Regions from separate parts of the Sus scrofa genome. Here region 1 is linked to region 2. A link is a contact called in public Hi-C data. All regions are on one chromosome and are shown on one strand. Each heading gives the region's core, a stretch centred on a gene start, on an enhancer-like site or on the middle of the called end of the contact. The rest is flanking DNA. Distances are from core to core; before and after follow the strand shown. Region 1 holds the start of TJAP1 (tight junction-associated protein 1). Region 2 holds the start of DNPH1 (2'-deoxynucleoside 5'-phosphate N-hydrolase 1).

Region 1 (3,004 bases), core at 268-2,767, 210 kb after region 2:
CCACGATAGAAACTTCGGATATTGTCTTTAGATCTGGGTAAACTCCTCAGCCTCCAGCTCGTCCCATTTTCTCTACCTGAACTGGGGCTTTTCCAGGAGAGCTCTGCTCCCTGAGGACCCTGCTCCAGTTTCACCTGGCTCTCATCCTACTCCCTCCCTCACTGAGTCTGGCTTCTGTCTTTGCTCCCATTCCTGATGTGGCCAAGTCTGGCCTTGGGAACCTGTACCTTCCATGTATGCATTTCCCTATTTTACAGTATTTTCAACACCTTCTCCCCATCAATACATTCCAAAATCCTGGAGTTCCCCTTGTGGCTCAGCAGAATCCTGACTAGTATCCATGAAGACTCAATCCCTGGCCTCGTTCAGTGGGTTAAGTGTCCGGCATTGCCGTGAGCTGTTGTGTAGCTCACAGACGCAGCTAGGATCCCTCATTGCTGTGGCTGTGGTGTAGGCTAGCAGCTCCAGCTCTGATTCGACCCCTAGCCTGGGAACTTCCATATGCCAGAGGTGCAGCCCCAAAAAGAAAAAAAAAAAAATCCAGAATCCCTCTATTACTCATCTCTATGCTATTCATTCATTCAATAAACATTTATTGAGTACCTACCATGCATAGACGCTGGGGATAGAATAATGACTGAGAAAAAGTTCCAGATCTTTGGAGTCTGCATTACAGTGGGAGATGGTCAACAAAGAAAAATACAGTATGTCAGATAATGATAAGTACAATGAAAGAAAATATTAAAGCAGAGTAGGGGAGAGTGATTAGAGATGTTGTTTTAGATAGAGTGGCCAGGGAATGCTTCTCTGAGGTGGTAACATTTGAGCAGAGACACAAATGGGAGGAGATATCTGGAGGAAGCACATCGCAGACACAGGGAACAGCAAACTTAAAAGCCCTGAGGCGGAAGTATTCTTAGTGCAGAATGCTATGCTATTTATTTTTTAAGCATTTATTGTGTGTCAGGCACCTGCTGCAGACTATGAAGATGCAACCAGACATTATTTTTGCCCTGAAGGAGCAGCAGCTTAGTGAGAGACACAGCATGTAAATATATTACAGCATAGGATAGCTACAGTGAAGTTATGTGTAAGTGGCTAGAGGTACCTACCAAAAGGAGCACCAAATCCAATCTGGGGAAATGGAGAAGGCTTCCTGGAGGAGGTGACAATTTGAGTTGAAAGCTGAAGGAGGAGTAGAAATTCATAATGCCAGGGGCATTAAGGGACTGAAAACAGGACAGCTGGGATCCATAAATCTCTGCGGAGAGGTGGAAAATGAGGCTGATGAAGGGGCGAAGAAGCTGGATCTTGCCAATTTCTACGTGGCAAGCTGAGACGCTGTCTTTTATCCTTTGAGTGATGGGGAACCAGTGCTACAATTCTCTCACTGTATTTTTGTGCTGTTTTACCTCATTCTTTTTTTCGCTTTTGTCTTTTCAGTATCAAAATCTTTTCCTACCACCGGGCGCCCCACAGCCACAGCCGAGGCCACACCCCATGACCACGCCCCCGATGACGCGCGGCGCCTGGTGCGTGGGGATTCCCGCGGCCGTGGCCACTACCCAGCCTGCCCCGCGGCAAGATGGCGGCCTGAAGGCAGTGGGCAGCGGCAGAAAGTTTGTTTTGGGATTGGAGTAGATGGGCCGGGAGTCTAGAGTTGGGGGGTCGCGGGGACGCCAACATGGAGTTGGGGCGGAGGAGGGGCTAACTTCGGGGTTGAGAAGAGGAAATGGAGTGGTGAAAGGTTGGAGGCGGAGAGGAAAAAAAGGGGGATAAGGATGGAGGGGAGGGGGCCTAAATTCCAGTCGTAGCCTTGGGGGAGGGGATTCGAAGCGGAGAACCAGAAGTAGGTGTGCAGTCCGGACGAAGCAGAGTCACAGATTAGAGGGGAACTTCTTAGCAGAGAGTGAGAGTAAAAAGTCCGGAGCATGGGGCCGAGGCCCAACCGTACCAGGCCGGCAGGAGAGGAAAGGGGTCTTATCCATGGAGGAAGATAATAGCGAAGGGGGAACGAGAGACCTGAAGGATGCTGGGCAGGTTTGGTAAGGAGGAAATAAAGCCAGTCAGATGACCCTTTTCTAGACTTAGATCAGCCTTTCCACAGTTCTTATAGCAGCATGTGCCCCAGTTTCAGCTGAAGACTCAGGGGCCCCAGGGACTGGAAGAAATCACAGTGCCTACTTGGAAAGAAGAAGAGGTAGCGACTTGCCCCAGCTCAACCCCAGAGCGGGTAAGGTGGCCTCCGGTGACAGATTGGCATGCTCCCTGGGTGCAGGGTGCATGGGCTCCGAGTGATGCTGAAAATCATTTAATCTGAGAAGGGCACTTTTCCATAGAGGCTGCCCTTTGCCTGTGATCTCTAAGTTAGTGTTCTACTTAGATCTCATTTTTGAGAGTTGGGCGTAGAATTGAGCCTTGTATGCCTTTACCTGTGCAGGCAAATGTGGACAAGAGCCTAGAGATCAGGCTGAGAGTATTTTAACACATCCCTGTCACAAGCAGTTTCCTTCATGCTCACTGTATTTTCCTTGATCTCCCCGTCACATCTTCAGTTTGGTATTCTGCCTGAAGTGGAGATATGTGGGGGACAGATGGTGGGGAGTCATAAGAAAACAAATTTTTGATGGTGTTCACTAACCGTTTAGGAACTGGCTGTCACCAACTCATTCCTGAATTCACTCTTGCAGCATGCCCACCTCTTTTGGTCATTTCTTTTGGTAAGAAGGGCCCATTAGTGTTCTTTGGAGGTGTGGATTTGGTGGGTAGTGGGGTCAGAAGAGTGAGGAAGGCAGACTGGGTTTAGGGAGGGGAAACCCAGATGAGTGTATGATAAGAGGTTAAGGTAACCAGTGTAAGGTTCTGCGAATGTTTTTCACATCATTCTGTCCCTAAGACCCCTAGAATTTGAGAGCCGCTTTATAGCCTGGATCAGTTTGATGATGGAAGGAAAGCATTGTAGAACTTGCCCATTTCTCTTCTGGTAGCTTTCTTCTCTTCCTTT
Region 2 (3,032 bases), core at 410-2,909:
TTGTGAGTGCGCTGTGTGGCACAGTGAGTTAGGAATCCGACTGCAGCAGCTCAGGTCTCTGTGGAGGTGCAGGTTTGCTTCCTGGCCCAGTGTAGTGGGTTAAAGGATCCTGCATTGCTGCAGCTCTCCCCAGTAGGATTCAATCCCTGGCCTGAGAATTTCCATATGCTGCAGGTGCGGACAAAAATAAAAGGTTTCTCAGGACTGCATTAGGTCGCACAAACCTAAATCTGCCCCTAAATGGGGCAAGGGAAACACTTAAGGTTTTCTGAGAAGTACAAGAATTCTGGCGCCATTTCCTAAGTAGAAAGCTGTCCAGAAACCAAGCCAACCCAGCAGAACGAGCAGGATGCATTAGTAACAGCCCAATCAGGGGGCCTGGGAGGGACGGTGGTCTCAGGAACAGGGGTCCCCGGGTCTGAGGGAGGGCTGATACCTCCACGCCAAAGAGGGGTAAAGGCAGGTGAGCTTCGTTCTCTATAGGAGGGATGTGCAGCCAGGCGAGGCCCACTCCCATTCAGCTGCTCCCTACAAACGCGTCTGGAAAGAGCCCAAGAAAGTTCTCCAAAAAGGAACCAAAGGGGAGACTAACTGCATGGGAGGAGTGGGCTCACAGGGCCGGTGCATTGCGACGTACACGCCATCTGACCCCGGGCCCTTTCCTTCTCGGGCAGGGGCGCTGCCGGAAGCACTCAGCAGGAGGGGGGCCAACGCCCGGACCCGACACCGCCGGCGCCCTCCCCTTGGCCCGCGCCCGGCGGCCTCACCGCGCGCGCTCAGCTCGGCTGCGGCCACGTGTTCCGTAAGCACAGCCCCAAAGCGCCGCAGCCGCGACACGATCCGCCCGTACAGTGCCTGGTCCTCGCGTCCTCCACGGATGCTCCCGCAGAAATACAAGGCCCGACGAGCCGGTTGGGGCTTCTGCCCGGGCCCCGGGAGATCCCCACCCTTCAGCGCTCCAACCACTGGTGTCGCCTCTGCGGCCATCACGCTGCCCTGTGCCCCCTCCCCCTCACGTGACCAGGCCCAGCCCCGCCCCCGGCTCGGCTGGGGTCTGTGAGTGACCACACCTTTGAAACGAAGGCGCGCTAGGCAGACACAGCTGGGAGCTCACCTACTCCCGGTACTTCTTTAACTTGTCCAAGCGGGAGGAAAGGTCCTCCCATCTCACCCACTGCTCCTGGCAGCCCTCCACCCCAGGAAAGCCCGTTTCTGCCGATGGCGACTCATTCCTCTCAACTGTTCACCCCCCACCGTCCCGACCTGGAAGACATTCTTGACTCTTCATCAAACCCTACGTCCTACCCGACCACAGCTTCCAGCGGCGCTCCTCTCCAGTCATAGACTCACATGCACACCTGTTAGGAACCAGCCTTGGATCCTGGTAAATTGGCCCCTGACGCAGAAAAGCCAATTTACTGCCACCTCGTGGTGGTGAAGGGAAGTGGAGCCATCATGCACCGCGCTAAGCAGGACCTCAAAACATGAAAAACCCCACCCTGGGGTTAAGGAAAACATTTTTAAAGGCCAGGTGAGGGGGGCGGGGGACGCCCCAGGGTGTAGGATCAGCTCTTGAGTAATTGCCTGATTGGCCAAGGCGAGGTAGGCAACAGGGCGCGGTGCCCCAGGAGTTAACATCGTCAATCCTTAGGAGCCAGACGCTGGGGGTGGGGGGGCGTTACCTGCTCAGGATCATCAAGTAGTCAATTTCTTCCACGTGCTGGTGGTTTAGAATCTGTAAAACAACGCAGGAAACGCGCAGCAGATACGATTATCCAGCGAGGAGCTAAATCAGAGCCTATGGGTATGGGGAGAGGCCTGTCCAGGGAAAACCCCCTCTGGGTCCTGCCTGGTCACACACCCACCACCTCCACTCAGCCACCCTCCTCCAAGCCTCCACTCCCTCTCTCAGCAGCGTCCTCACAGGCTCCCCACTTTCCTGCTACACAGTCTGGTCTCCTGCAGGGTGACCCTGGGAACACTCATTGCTTAGGCCTTGACCCTCCTCAGCCAAACCCTCCAAGGGCTCCCATCTCACGTGGGGTCACACCCAACCCCCCACAGGGGCCCATCAGCCCCACAGGCTCTGGTGACCCTCTCACTTCTCTCGTCCCAGGGCCATTAGCTCACTGACTTCTCTGCAGCCACTCTGCCTTCCTGGCTGTTCCTCAGGCAAGCTGGTCGTGCTCTTGTCTCCGATCCTTTGCCTCTGCTGTGCCCTGCAGCCTTTTGTTCCTCAGAGCTCCCTGGTCACGTGCTCACCTCCTCCAAGGCTGTTCAGGTCATCTTCCCTGACCCCCTTCTTCCAGAGGGCAGTCCCCCACCCCACCCCCTCCTCTGCCTTGTCCTTTCTCCTCCCCTGTACCAAATTGTTTATTATTATTATTATTTTGGCTGTGCTCCTGAAATGCACAAGTTCCCGGGCCAGGGATCCAACCCAAGCCACAGCAAGTACCCACGCTGCTGCAGTGACAATGCCAGATCCTTAAGCCGCTGGGCACGAGGGGACGCTTAATAAATTAATTTTGTTCTATGTCTTTCTATACTCGGTAGAATCTAAGCCCCCAGGAGGGCAGGGATTTTCATCTGTTTGTTCACTGCTGTATCCTCAGCTTTCAGAACTGTGCCTGGCATGTAGGAAACACTTATCACCTATGTCCTGAATGAATGAGTGGGTGCAGAGAGAAGCGGCTTTTGAAGGCACCTTCTAATCTGCTCAAGCAAGGTCTTGGGGGAGACACACCATGGCTCGCTGCTCATCACAATGATTCCCCCTCATTTTATGGTGAAAATGAAACAAATTTAGAACCAGACGTTCAAGTGGAACAAGAGAGCACGCAGTGCAAAGGAAGCCTGAGAGCCCAGTTCCATATTCCAGAGGAGCCTCCGTCCGTGGTGTCCCATGAATTCTTCCTGATTAACTGTGAAGTACCAAAACCGTGAGGTGACAGAGCAAACACAGTAACAACTTTTAAAAATGCAAAGACACACAGAGAAGGCAAGGAGGCCTTAGACCATCTCTGTCCTCTGAT

Evidence for each region. A called contact is a pair of places that touch in the nucleus more often than the background predicts.
Region 1: a contact with region 2 is called in a Hi-C map of liver, with 2.1 times the contacts expected there. The contact joins the promoter of TJAP1 here to the promoter of DNPH1 in region 2. A contact is called at or near these places in 1 of 5 promoter capture datasets (fetal skeletal muscle), 1 of 47 Hi-C or Micro-C datasets (liver) and 1 of 2 datasets of contacts at active chromatin or transcription factors (alveolar macrophages).

The regions. Positions count from the first base shown.
Region 1 is chr7:38,473,664-38,476,667 of Sscrofa11.1, forward strand. It overlaps TJAP1 (tight junction-associated protein 1), which reads left to right and starts at 1,518. Exons shown (of 10, transcript XM_021098776.1): 1 at 1,518-1,619; 2 at 2,132-2,233.
Region 2 is chr7:38,265,702-38,268,733 of Sscrofa11.1, forward strand. DNPH1 (2'-deoxynucleoside 5'-phosphate N-hydrolase 1) reads right to left here and starts at 1,660. Exons shown (of 4, transcript XM_021098744.1): 1 at 1,359-1,660. The coding sequence starts at 1,638.